Linked DNA regions of Mus musculus: regions 2, 3 and 4 are each linked to region 1. The links are chromatin contacts, called in public HiChIP or PLAC-seq maps. All regions are on one chromosome and are shown on one strand. Each heading gives the region's core, a stretch centred on a gene start, on an enhancer-like site or on the middle of the called end of the contact. The rest is flanking DNA. Distances are from core to core; before and after follow the strand shown. Region 1 overlaps Me3 (malic enzyme 3, NADP(+)-dependent, mitochondrial). Region 2 overlaps Sytl2 (synaptotagmin-like 2). Region 3 has its middle 44 kb from the start of Prss23. Region 4 has its middle 16 kb from the start of Ccdc83.

Evidence for each region. HiChIP or PLAC-seq counts read pairs in DNA pulled down with a chosen protein or histone mark.
Region 2: an HNF4G HiChIP or PLAC-seq map of pancreatic cancer cells shows a contact between it and region 1. The contact joins two enhancer-like sites. A contact is called at or near these places in 1 of 115 datasets of contacts at active chromatin or transcription factors (pancreatic cancer cells) and 1 of 9 other capture datasets (liver).
Region 3: a FOXA1 HiChIP or PLAC-seq map of pancreatic cancer cells shows a contact between it and region 1. The contact joins two enhancer-like sites. A contact is called at or near these places in 3 of 15 datasets of contacts at CTCF or cohesin (the NIH/3T3 cell line and large pre-B cells), 7 of 484 Hi-C or Micro-C datasets (the HL-1 cell line, Sertoli cells, cerebral cortex and 3 more) and 12 of 115 datasets of contacts at active chromatin or transcription factors (the NIH/3T3 cell line, bone marrow-derived dendritic cells, cardiomyocytes and 7 more).
Region 4: a contact with region 1 is called in an H3K27ac HiChIP or PLAC-seq map of large pre-B cells, with 5 times the contacts expected there. The contact joins two enhancer-like sites. A contact is called at or near these places in 1 of 484 Hi-C or Micro-C datasets (pro-B cells) and 2 of 115 datasets of contacts at active chromatin or transcription factors (the 230-238 cell line and large pre-B cells).

The regions. Positions count from the first base shown.
Region 1 is chr7:89,834,262-89,837,305 of GRCm38.p6, reverse strand. The region is part of intron 7 of Me3 (malic enzyme 3, NADP(+)-dependent, mitochondrial); the gene reads right to left. Among named protein-coding and RNA genes, the nearest start is that of Ccdc81, 68 kb to the left of the region's middle. Within about 2 kb of position 1,590, at least 37 of the 459 cell types and tissues checked have an H3K27ac peak or open chromatin away from gene starts, as enhancers often do. A contact at or near this core is called in pancreatic cancer cells, where this site is marked.
Region 2 is chr7:90,306,703-90,309,895 of GRCm38.p6, reverse strand. The region is part of intron 1 of Sytl2 (synaptotagmin-like 2); the gene reads right to left. Among named protein-coding and RNA genes, the nearest start is that of Sytl2, 5.9 kb to the right of the region's middle. Within about 2 kb of position 1,680, at least 52 of the 459 cell types and tissues checked have an H3K27ac peak or open chromatin away from gene starts, as enhancers often do. A contact at or near this core is called in pancreatic cancer cells, where this site is marked.
Region 3 is chr7:89,559,660-89,562,565 of GRCm38.p6, reverse strand. No RefSeq gene overlaps it. Among named protein-coding and RNA genes, the nearest start is that of Prss23, 44 kb to the right of the region's middle. Within about 2 kb of position 1,420, at least 89 of the 459 cell types and tissues checked have an H3K27ac peak or open chromatin away from gene starts, as enhancers often do. A contact at or near this core is called in pancreatic cancer cells, where this site is marked.
Region 4 is chr7:90,279,640-90,282,573 of GRCm38.p6, reverse strand. No RefSeq gene overlaps it. Among named protein-coding and RNA genes, the nearest start is that of Ccdc83, 16 kb to the right of the region's middle. Within about 2 kb of position 1,468, at least 33 of the 459 cell types and tissues checked have an H3K27ac peak or open chromatin away from gene starts, as enhancers often do.

The DNA.
Region 1 (3,044 bases), core at 341-2,840:
TGTTCTGTCTACCAGCTCTTCTCAGGAGTTCTAAATTCATGACTTCAGTCTTAATTTCTGAGAAAAAAATCAGGAAATTTCTATCTCATCTGTGTGTGTGTGAGTGTGTGTGTGTGTGTGTGTGTATCAGAATAATGAATTTAAACAAATGAATTGATTTAATTAAAAATTGTTCATTCATATGCAATTATGTATGAGCAGATATGTGGTGAAGTTGCATGATGGTCAGAAAAGAGAGGCTGCAAAGCAGGGGCCAGCATGGCCTTTCTCCAGGGAGAGGTGGGATGATGACTGTGTCGTTTGTACGTGCAGATATCACGTACCACTCTTACTACAATGTGCCAATCATTGTGTTGAGAACTGGGGATCAAAAATAAGTAAGCCATGGTTCCTGACTGCAAAAGCTGATGTTTAGGGAGAGGCAGAGAATACAACAGAAGCATCTAAAGTTCACCGGTTTGGATATGATGCACTTTTATAAAGCTCACGTGTTGAAACATCGTTGGCCCTTGGTAGATCCAGTCATTGAGAGGTGATTGGATCATGAGAGTTTTGATTCATCAGTGAGTTCATTGATGGACTCAGAATCTGAGGATGATGCTAGAAATGATGAAAATTAGGAAGCGGGGGCCGGTTGGAGAAAATGGTTGCCAGGGGCATGCGTTTCAAGAATGTATCTGGTCCTGAGACCATTTTGCTCTTTTCTCATTACTTTCTGTTGCCATTGAGCAGCTCTGCCCCAACTCCTGCTATGATGCTCAGACTCACCAGAGGATCATGGACAGAAACCTCTCAAACAGCAAGCACAAGAAATCTTGCCTTCCTTAAGCCGTGTTCTCAGTTATTTGTTACAGTCATGTAGAACCAATCGCTGAGAGGTGAACGTGATAACCACCACACCACTCAGAATGGACCAGTGTAAGAACAGATGGCGAAGAGCACCTGCATAGGTACCCAAACCAGACCATTCCCGGGCAGGCCACCCATTGAGCTGAGCCTTGAAGGACAAAGGAATTCCTCGGGACCAAGGTGATGGGAAATAGCTGGACATGGTGGCACTCAGCTGTACCTCCAGCACTTGGGAAGTAGAGGCAAGAGGAATAGACATTTGAGAGCAGGCTTGGCTACAAGAGACTGTTTAAAAACAAAAAACAAAACAAACAAACAAAAAAACAACCAACCAAACTGAAGGGATGAGTAGAAGACAGGAAAGCGGTCCTTGCTCTCCAGTTCGTGTGTTTCAGCAAATGAGTGCAAAGTTTCTCACAAAGGGATGGCTTGCACAGTGAGTCATGTTTCCATCTTGGAGGAACACTGTGGCATGAGTCTGTGGGAGAGAGAGGTAGACGGGCAGCAGGGGCCTGCCGTTGTTCCTGTGTGTGTTTATGAGGATGTACACACATGAGTCTGTCTGTCTGCCTGTACATCTGGAGTCTGCACCTGGTGTGCTGCCTGAATGGACTTGTTTTCCACTTGGCAGCCCAGGGGACGCAGAGGATAGCTGTCCCGTTGCTGACTCACGTGTGAGTGGCATGACGACTAGTCAGCAGGTGCTTCCTCCGAGGCCACAGGCACATGCTGCCTGTGAGGTGACTGGCAGGCTGGAAGAATGCCCTTCAGCCTCCAGCTGGTCTTCTTGGACTGTTCTGCTGCAGCTTCAGGGGACTTGACTTGTTGGGATGAGGTTGGCATCGCTCACCAATGCCTGTTGCAGGTGCAGGCCTCAGGGGGGCTGGAGAGACAGTGCGAGAAGCTGAGCTTTCTCTTCAGGGTCTCCACTTCTCTGGGCATCTACTTTCCAGGTCCTGAAATCCTATGCTTGAACTCAATTCTCTAATAGTATGCTATAACTGTGTTATGCCACCCCTTGAAAGCTCACAACAAAGTCTCCCAAAATCATTCATCATATTTCTGCTACCCTATAATGTGGACCACAGAGAAAAGAGGCATTTGGCTCTGTGATTTTAGACATAGAGCAGTATGGTAAGCGGTTATGAATGTGGGATTTAGAGTCCAGATGCCCGGGACAAACGTTCGATTGGACACTTACTGGTTCAGTAAGTTACTTATTCTCTTTGTGCCTCAGTTTCTTTATTTATAAGGCACAGATACTAATATCTCACAGGATTAAATTATGTACAGTTCTCTGGACAGTGCCTAGTATGTCACAAACATTCGGCAATAAACTTTAAAGTGAGTTTATATTCTCTCTAGTCTATCTCTAACTGACTCCATGAAGCCTCGCCATCATTTTGGGTGTAAGCAATCATCTGTAGAATGTAGTCAGCCTTTACTCAAGCATAAGCCATTCCACATCAGCTTATTCTTTTCACCTACTGCGGACCTCTGCTTTCATAGACTTGGCCCACCAAACTTCATTTGCTAAGTAGCAAGATATGTTGACCTATCAAGGTTTCTCTTGGGCCTAATGGAACTCTAGGGACAATGTCCAGCTGAGAACTCTGGGGTCAGATCGGAGGAGCACCCGAGAAGCCTCTGTTCCACTCTAGCTTCAGATATGGGTACCTCCAAAGCAGCATGCAACTCCTTGGTGTTTTAAAGCTCTATGACAGGTGACCAAGGGACATGGAGTAAAATAATGCTTTACATTGACTTTTGAAATGTTCTGTGTCTCTGGTTACCAGTGTCTCTCAGCAGCACATATTAGCCAAGCTTAGGGAAGGACTCATCATGGCTGACAGGGATGTTTTGATCTGATAAGTCAAACGTAATATTTTCTATGTATAAGCGCTCTCTCTCTCTCTCTCTCTCTCTGTGTGTGTGTGTGTGTGTGTGCGTGTGTGTGTGTGTGTGTGTGTGTGTGTGTGTGTGTGTGTGGTATAAGCATATGGTGCTAGTGTGCCCACCAACAGAGGAAGACACTGGGTCTCTGTATGTTATTTCATTGAGATGTGGCCTCTCTTTGAAACTAGAGCTAGTCTGGAGGCCAGAACCGCCAGCGATCCTTCTGTGTCTGTCACACTGGGGTTACAGTCATATGCAGTTGCAAAGGTTTGTGTGGAATCCAACGCAAGTCTTCATGG
Region 2 (3,193 bases), core at 431-2,930, 470 kb before region 1:
CAGAGGACCCAGGTTTTATCCAAGCACCCACTTGGTGGCTTACAACCATTTGTCACTTCAGTTCCAGAGGATTTGAGAACATCATCTGACCCCCACAGGTACCAGACGCACGCACAGGTAGCAGACATGCATACATGCAGACAAAACATTCATACGCATAAAAAACAAAAAGTAAATCTTAAATGGATATTCTGCTTATCACCGTGTTCTGGTTATTATTCATAGCAGCACCAAAATGAATGGGGGAGAAAGAAACAATGTTTTTTCGCCTAAAGACCATAGGTGATACAATTTACATAATATAAACAGTACTAGTTCTTAACACTCTAAGCATTGCACATCAATCGCCTTTTTCTAGAGCAGAATTGATCCTTTTAAAAATGTATCTGTTTAATTTGAGATGGGGGGTGCATGCATGATCTTGATAGTGGACAACTATCAAGATCAGTTCTTCCCCTCTGCTAAGACATCTCCCTAGGCCCAGTATTGATCCTTAAGCAGGCTGCCAAGCTGCTGCCTAGTCGCTTTGTGGTTTATTGTCCTTTATTGTCCCTTAGATACTCCCCGGACTACTTAATCCTCATTATTATTGTCTCTCTATAGAAAAATCTCCCAAGTGTTTGCAACACACCTATTTTCAAATATTCTTTTGTGTAGTCTCAACACTGTACAAGCTATGCATCCTATGAGATCTGCACCTAGAACTCAGTTTGTAACCTCCTGCCTTCACTAGCAAGAAGACAGGATGCCATTCAGACACAGGCAGGTACCAAGTACTTTGAATTATCTTCCAAACCATGATCCAAACCATGGCCTCTGAGGCCAGATGCATGAGGTGAAATCTCTATTCCTTCTCTTGTTAGCTATGTAAACTTGGACAACTTATCTGTGCCTCCATTTCCAGTGAGTGAAACAAAAAAATACTATCAGTAACAAACTATTTTAATAGTTAACAAATATATGTAGGGCCATGTTTGGAATAATATCTGATGCAAAATAAGTGCTAAAGAAAGCTTAGATACCACTATCATCATCTTCTTTCATAGTGGGGTTGAAAAGAGCATTCTGAAGCCATCAGAGATAATGTATTATGGGCCATTAGCACCCAAACACAGCCCAGCTCAGGGAAAATGCATTCAGAGTAACTGAGGATGGATCCTATATAACCAGTGATGATGCCTCGAAAACATAGATGCACAGACTTACAGCATTCGCTGATGAGTGTCTGTGACTTTAACGGCTCATGAGTTGCTGTGACTGCATCAGACAGAAACTAGTTAAATCAGAAATGGCACCAGATAGTTATGAAGCAGCAAGTCTTTAAATGACGACTCTTAGCAGCATATGAAGATTATAGGATATGGTAACAAGTTAGGATTTGGGGACAGCAAGATGAGTTCCCTAAACAGGCCCACAACGACAAAACGGAACCAACCTTAGCAGACATTTGGAAAGCTTCAAACTGCACTTCTAAAATTCAAATGACTAGTTTAAAACCAACAGTGGTAATGAATCTGCTGTAAAGAATCCAACTTGCCACAGCTACCTTCGTCCCATGCAGATCACTGGCAGGGAGACCAGAGCACAGATCTTACTGAATAGCTTCTTCTGGTCTGGTCTCCAGCTCGTGCCCTCAGCCTCACAGCCCTGTGTTTTAACCAAGTGACTCAGCCAGTGGCAGGAAGGCCCAGGCGCCTGTGGCCATGAGTAATGGCAGCATAAAACACATCTGTCTGATTGGAGCTGATGGTGTCAGTTCAGTTCTGTGAAAATGTTACAGTAAAACAATGCTCCCATGAGGACAGAAAGAAGCGCCTGTTCACCCAGGACCCGAGTGATGCCTTTCTTCCTCCTCTAGCTCAGACGTGTGTGGAATTGCTTACAAGGTCTTTCTGTGCGTTCATGGGGGCCCATTTTCTTGTGCTTCTCTATACATGCCTGGGATCTACTTCAGGCCCTTGTGTATGTTAAGCAAGCACGACACCTCTGAGATCCATACCCATTTGCACCACTAATTCTTGGAGATCTTATAGAAAGAAGATTCAGGAATATGAGGCCAAATTTAATGTTTATCGGCAGCTACCAAGAATGGATAAAGTGTGCTGCATGGGGCTGGGGAGATGCTCAGAGGTTACATGTTTGTCCTGCAAGTACGAGGACCAGAGTTAAGATGCTCAGAACCCACATAAATGCTGGGTGGGCACCAGCCTCAGAAGCAAGAGAAAGGGGACTCTCGTTAACAAGCTGGCTAGGGAGATTAGTCATGTCTGCAAGCCCTGGATCTGACTTAGAGAACATGCATCATTCAGTACAGTGAAAGAGTGACTGAGCATGTTTCCTGACATCAATGTCAGGCCTCCACATGCATGCACATTCACATACATGTGACACATTATGGGGTAGGAGATGCTTTCATTTTAGCCAGGTTCCCTCTCAATCACAGCACCATGTTTCAGCAGAGGGATTCATCCATTGTTTCATTTGTTCACCTACGGTTTAATTTAAAATCCTTCACTGAGCTTCTATGGAGTGCCAGTCTCAGGGTGCAGCATTGAGGAGCACAGCCTGAGCCCCCAGAGCCTCAGACTGTCCCACATTGGCCTTTTCTTCCCATCCCTGTCCTGACCATAGCTGTGTTCTGTCTCCTGTCTTCTGTAACCTCTTTCCACTCTGTCCAGTGCTGGGCTAGTCAAGTATGGTCATGTGCCTCCCACATTCTGCAAGAGTTCTACCACATGGCCAAGTGCCCAGGGGGCACTGCGGAAAAACACTGTACTTAGTAACTTAGCAGCAAATACTTAGTGAGCCACATGACTTTATTGTGATTTTTAAAAAGACTCTGCTTTTATTATATTTCTATATACCTACCAATCCAAAATTTATCCCCCAAGTGGGTCTCTCCTCCCAACATCCTAGGAGGTTCTAGACTAATAGCTAACAATTAAATGACTAAAAACAACTGCCCTCTAAACAACGTGTAAAGGACAGCCAAGTGAGGACTGTCACAAAGGTGTCACCAAAAGCTCAAAGCAACAGAGAGTAGGACCATTTTCCCACTACCAGAGTCATTTGGGACATGGGCAGAAAATAACCCAGACCCATTGGACTTGCAAACTTTATATGCCCCAGTACAGGGGAATACCAGGGCCAAAAAGGGGGAGTGGGTGGGCAGGGGAGTGGGGGTGGGTGGATA
Region 3 (2,906 bases), core at 171-2,670, 270 kb after region 1:
TTATCACTGACTCCTCTCCAATCCCCCCCCCTTTCTGCCACTTCACATCTATTGTGATTAGATCCATGGGTGATCAGAGGGGTAAGAGGGTTTCACAGCTTTAACATTTTCTTTAGCCTTTTGGCTAAAGAAAGCATCCCCAAGAGGCCCAGAGCAGCCCAGAACAGGACTCTTTTCTTGGGGCCGTCCCTGGGGTCCCTTTTTAGGACCTCTGTCTCATAGTTCCCTTGACCCTGACAGATGTGTTCCTATTTCTGGTGCCACTTGTAGCACTGAGAAGCAGCGCATCTCCAGTCTCCCTCTCAGAATCCCCCCACTCCTTCAGCAGGCACTTGCAGACAAGATCAAAGATAACCCTGTAGTGTTCTTTTCTGGTGTTCTCTACTTCTAGTGCATGGGAAATTACTGCATCCTTGACATGAAAACCCTCTAGATGTATATATAGTACAAACCCACCCAGCACACTACTCTGGCTCTTTTCTCTTTCATTGTCCCTTTAGGAACAGGAGTTAGAACCCAACCCTGGTCTACTTTCACAGGAATGCTTCAAGCGCCTGTTCTCTGTGCTCTCAGCTAAAGGAAATAGATTGGTAGCTTACCTCTCCTCTCTACAGAGAGAGTGGTAACAGTTTCCATCCTTATTTTCTATTCTTGATCTGGCTGAAGGCCAAGACTGAAGATGCATAAGTCTCTTTCCAGCGTCTTAACTGTTTGAATTTATTTTTGAATCTTAATATTTATTATAATGGAGTCTGAGATAAACCAGGGACAAAAAAAATCCCATTTCAAAATCTTAATATTCACTATTGAAATAGGACCTCAGATTAAGAACCGGAAAAAAAAAAAAAAGAACCGGGTATCCCAGAAGATGGCCAAATGAACTATGTCCTGCAAGCAAGCAGAAATTGGGGAGTGCCAAATTATTCTCTAGATTCAGTCTACAGTATTTATGAAGTAAGCTACCAAGCTTAGTGCTCACATTCCTAGGGAAATTTTTATCCCAGGATTTACTGTAATGTGCTCAACACTTAAACTAGGAATGTGAAGTTGTATTCATTTTCTTAGCATAGCTGAGAAAAGACAAGCTCAGCGAGGATCCGTGTTTCTTCATTCAGGATTTTTACCCTATATGCACGATGCTATCCCACTAACACAGAGGCTATGCACACACTGGATTCATGCTGGGTCATGAGAAATGGTGAGGATGTTGGTGAGTCTAATGGTTTCTTATCCATGGTCCACAAACAGACACCACTAACTAGCAGACAAGTGCTTTTACAAGTCAAAGAAGAAAAGTGCAACTCGCCCTGGCCCTCCAAAACATCATTGGTTGTTTGTCCCCACCATATAAAGCCATGCCCAGGATCCCTGCAGTCAAGCTCTGAGCCCTGCGTGGGATGTGAAAACTGAGTCACATGGCAGTGACTCACTAGCTTGCGACCACACAATGAGTCAGACAAGAAAGGCCCAGGGACACTCTTTTAAAAGTCTAAGTTATGCAAACTGTCTCTTGGAGAACCACCCTTGAAGGAGAGAAGGCTCCATGGTAAATGGGTGGGAAGACTTGTCAAGACTCCCATCCCATATCCTAGAATAATGACATGCATCTGAAATCTTGGAACTTTCTGCAATAGATTCTAATGCTGTCAACAAATTCATTATTCCCTTATACCCACTGATGGTCCCTACGGACTGGGCCCAGCTTATTCCCATTCACCAGCTGATTGTGCTTCAGCTCTTACAAAACCCAGAGTCAGTCTCAGGATACAGCAGAGGCAGGACACAGCTTTGTTACAGAGTCCATTCGATGAGATCTTGAGCCAACAGTTTACTCTACTTCCAAAAATAAAAACAGAAGTAATGGTATACCTAAGAGACTGCACAAAAAAAAAAATAAGTGAGGCATTATTTATAAATCATATGAATCAACTTGTCTTGTTTGATCATTGAATACATGTATTATTCACTAAACACTGTGTGATGACTGGAAAGAGAGCAGTGACCAGCTAGAGACAACCTGAGGATCAGGTTTCTTCTTCAGCCACAGCCTGGCTGAAGAGGAGTATCAGGCTTTGACTCCCTCTGGATGTGAAAAAGATGAGAGAGAAGAGAGCTGATGTTCTACTGGTAATGCGTTTTATGACCTCTGTACAATCACGTCTGCCCCCTGAGCTTCAGTCCCCTCACCCACGAGCAATGCGGGCTGTTTTGTGCTCCTGTTCTATATTTCAATGTCTGATGCGCAGTGTGGAGCACGAGCCTGAAATTCAGGTCCCTAGGCTCCTCCGCCAGTGAGCAATCCCTGGTCCTGAGTTTATTTTACAACCTTCCCTGAAATGCAAGGTTAAATTTTCCCAAATGTTATGAATATGAAGATGCATTTTATGTCAATTAATTTTAAAACATGAGTATTGATGCATTTTATGTAGTTAGTTTGAAAAATACAAAGAACTGAAAACTACTTATTAATGTATTAAATTTTGAGATGCATTTATATTCTATCAATTTCACAATATACAGTACTCAACACTCTGTGATCGTGGCTACCCTCTAATAATTTGAGAAGGGTATATAAGTTTGAGAAATAGTGTTCTTTGTGTAGGTAGGAAACCATGCTATTTATTAATAATCTAGACAGTGTTTGACACCCTTTGCATTAATGTGTCATAATACTCCTCTCCTGGGCACGTAGCCACAAGTTCTCTGTGAATTCCTATCTCGTGACTAATAATTTATCATTCTAACTGGAGACCTTTTGGGCATTTGGCTAGACACTGGGTCCTTTCCTCATACTTCAAATCTAAAAGGGAATCTTAGCTGTGGACGAGCTAGGGCTTCAGGAAATTCTGGCTGCATCTGCTGATTTGTAAGAAAACTAGACAGTTTATTATGAGGGTGAAGAGAGG
Region 4 (2,934 bases), core at 219-2,718, 450 kb before region 1:
ATGGTCTTCTCAAGTATTCAACAAACTTAATTTTTCTCTCTTTCCATTTAATAAAAACAGGCACCAAAGTTAGTCATCATTATATCCCATAATTATTTGCACTAGTCCTGTGTGCCCCACCCCTGTCTACATGTGACTTGCGTGTAGGCCCTCTCTCCCCTGCTTGCATAGAAGGAGGGTCATGAATACGGACACAGGGAGAAGCCAGTCATGCACAAGTCAGGAAAAGAGCCCTCAGCAAGCATGACCTTGAGTGTACGCAGATCTGGACTCCCAGCCTCCGGCACTGGGAGAACCTTACAATTCTATTGTTTAACTGTGGTAATACTAGCACACCAATACACTTCTCACATCATCCTTAGGACAGCCTTTTAAAAAAAAAAAAGATGGAAGAGCAGGTAAATCATATGTCTCTTGACACTGCTTGCAATCACATTAAATTCTGATGATGCAAGGGCCTCACCGAAGTCGTTCCAAGCCCACTATTCCACGTTGGTGGGACACATTCCAATGGCTAACCCTCCCTCAGAGCAAACCTCTGGCGGTTTGTAGGACCAGGTGTGGATCGGGTAAATGACATGCAACAGTTTTTCCCCTTCATTCTCTGCTAGCTCATAACAATCGGGGCTCTTGTGTAACTGGTCTGTCTAAACCAGGGGCTTAACCTCAGAGCAGCTGCTGTGGAAAACTGCCCTGTGCATTGTGGGATATTTATGAGAATGCCCGCTTCCCCCTGCTCAGTCATGACAGTGTTCAACATCTATAGATATTGCCACATGGGCACTAGGAGACAAAAGTCACTCTGGTTGGGAAGTATTGGTTTAAGCCTTAGAGGTCATGGCCCCATACTTATGGAAGCCTGCCAACTTCTAACAACCACCTGGAGAGGGGAGTTATGCAAATGAAAAGTAATCGAGCATTTCTTCTCAAATGCGGTCAGTCAGTGGGACAGAATTTGTGAAGAAAGGTGGACGTAGGGTGGTAGGAAGGAAGGTACTGTTTGGGGATATAAATGTTCTATGTGCCATACACAACTATTTCCTTTGGAAGATACATGGTGAAGATTTCTTCACACATATAATAATCATGAATTTTGACACATGTAAAAAACCATGAATTCCAGGACAGTCTGGGCTATGTAGAGATATCCCTGTCTCAAAAGAAAAAAAAGGACATAAACATTTTATAATCCACTCACTAACGTGGCTCCTGCCCACTAGACTGGTTAGTTTAGTGGGTCCTGCCCCTGACCAGTCTAGTGACTCCATATCAAAACTGTCACACACAGGCCAGAAGTTTGTTAGCCACGTTGGCTCTGCACTCTTTCCTCCCGTCTTGCCTCCCAGCCTCCAGTCCTCACCCCAAACCCAATCTTTCCTCATTGGTCTTTCTTGGTCTTGCTTTGGGCTGAGAAAGCCCTGGTGCTCACAGAAGGAGGCTAATCTCTCTGACACCAGCCTCATCCGCCCCACCTGTTCTTGGTTATACAGCCAGACAGCTGAAAGCCTCTCTAACGGCACTGGCTGAGCCTGCTTGCCTTTATAGATCGTTTTCTCGAACTCAAGCACAACGTGGTGATTGCTCTTAGGCTTGCAGAAAAATACAAAATTACTAAAGAGGCTGCCCAGTCTCCCTCAGTCAGCTCTCCCCCTGTGCTGTCCCCTCTATTACCGTACTTTAGACCCAAAGAACTTACCCTTGTGTGGCCTTCCTTGCCTACTTTCAGTAGCACAGGCTACCTGGCTAGTTGGAAGGTTTTTGATTTTGTTTCGTTCTAGTTGATGGAAATCACCTGTATGCAACAGACTTCAACTGCTTGTCTCCAGGAGCCTTTGTCGCCCTCGGGATATGACAGCAGAGAGCAGTAGCTGAGCTGGGGGAGTAGTAGGAAGTGGCGCCCTCTACTGTTAGTCTCTGTGGGGGCTTTGGTTATCTCCTTAGCCCTTAGCAGTGGCCAGTGTTACAAAATCTCAGCCCAGGGTCTTAAGACCTTGTGCCTAGAAGACTGGACAGGCCTGTGGGATTTTTCATGTTCCCTTTCCTGGCTCCTTTTATCAACTCTCCTCTGTTGTCACGGTCCCTACCCTTCCTGCTCTGGGCACTCTCAAACTGCTCAGCACCTCTTTCAAGCCACCGGGCCATGCTCTGATCACTTCCGCAGCTCAGTGGCTGCCAGCCCGATGCTCACGGTATAACTCAGGGTTCATTTCCAGACATATCATGCCGGCCGGGTTGTCCAATGATACTCAAGATGCAGTGGGCTGCTCAGCAACTGTGCTCCAAGGACATTTGGGGTCATTCAGGCATGAGGGGGTCTTTGGCAGTCTACTTCTGGCTTGATTTGAGTTAATAGTGGCACCAGACATTGAGGGACCAGTAGGCAGTGCCAGACACGCCGGCACACTCTGATTCGTCTGTAATCTCAGCACCTGGAGGTAGAGGTAGAAGGATACAGAGTTCCAGTTTAGGCCAGATGGTTGTGGCACACAGCTTTAATCCCAGCACTCAGGAGGCAGAAGCAGGGAGATCTCTGTGAGTTCGAGGCCAACCTGGTCTATAGGGCGAGTTCCAGGGGAGCCAGGTCTACATGAGCAGGGGCAGTGTATATGTATATAATCTCTGTGTGTGTGTGTGTGTGTGTGTGTGTGTGTGAATACAAAATGTCACAATGAAACCCATTATTTTAATATACTAACCAAAAATGAGTAATTTTACACACAGCTGTCATAAGACCAGGAACACTACAGAAGGGAGAAGCCGGTTCTGAGCGTTGTGGTGGGCTCCCTCATCCCCCAACCCCCGCCCTCCCACACACATATTTTTCTTTGAATTCACCATGCAAGCTAAGGGCTTCTTCTAGCAACCACTTCTGGCAGTGCTGGTTACAGACCTCCCTGGCCCACGAGGTACAAGGGCATAGTTGGCCTCTGCACG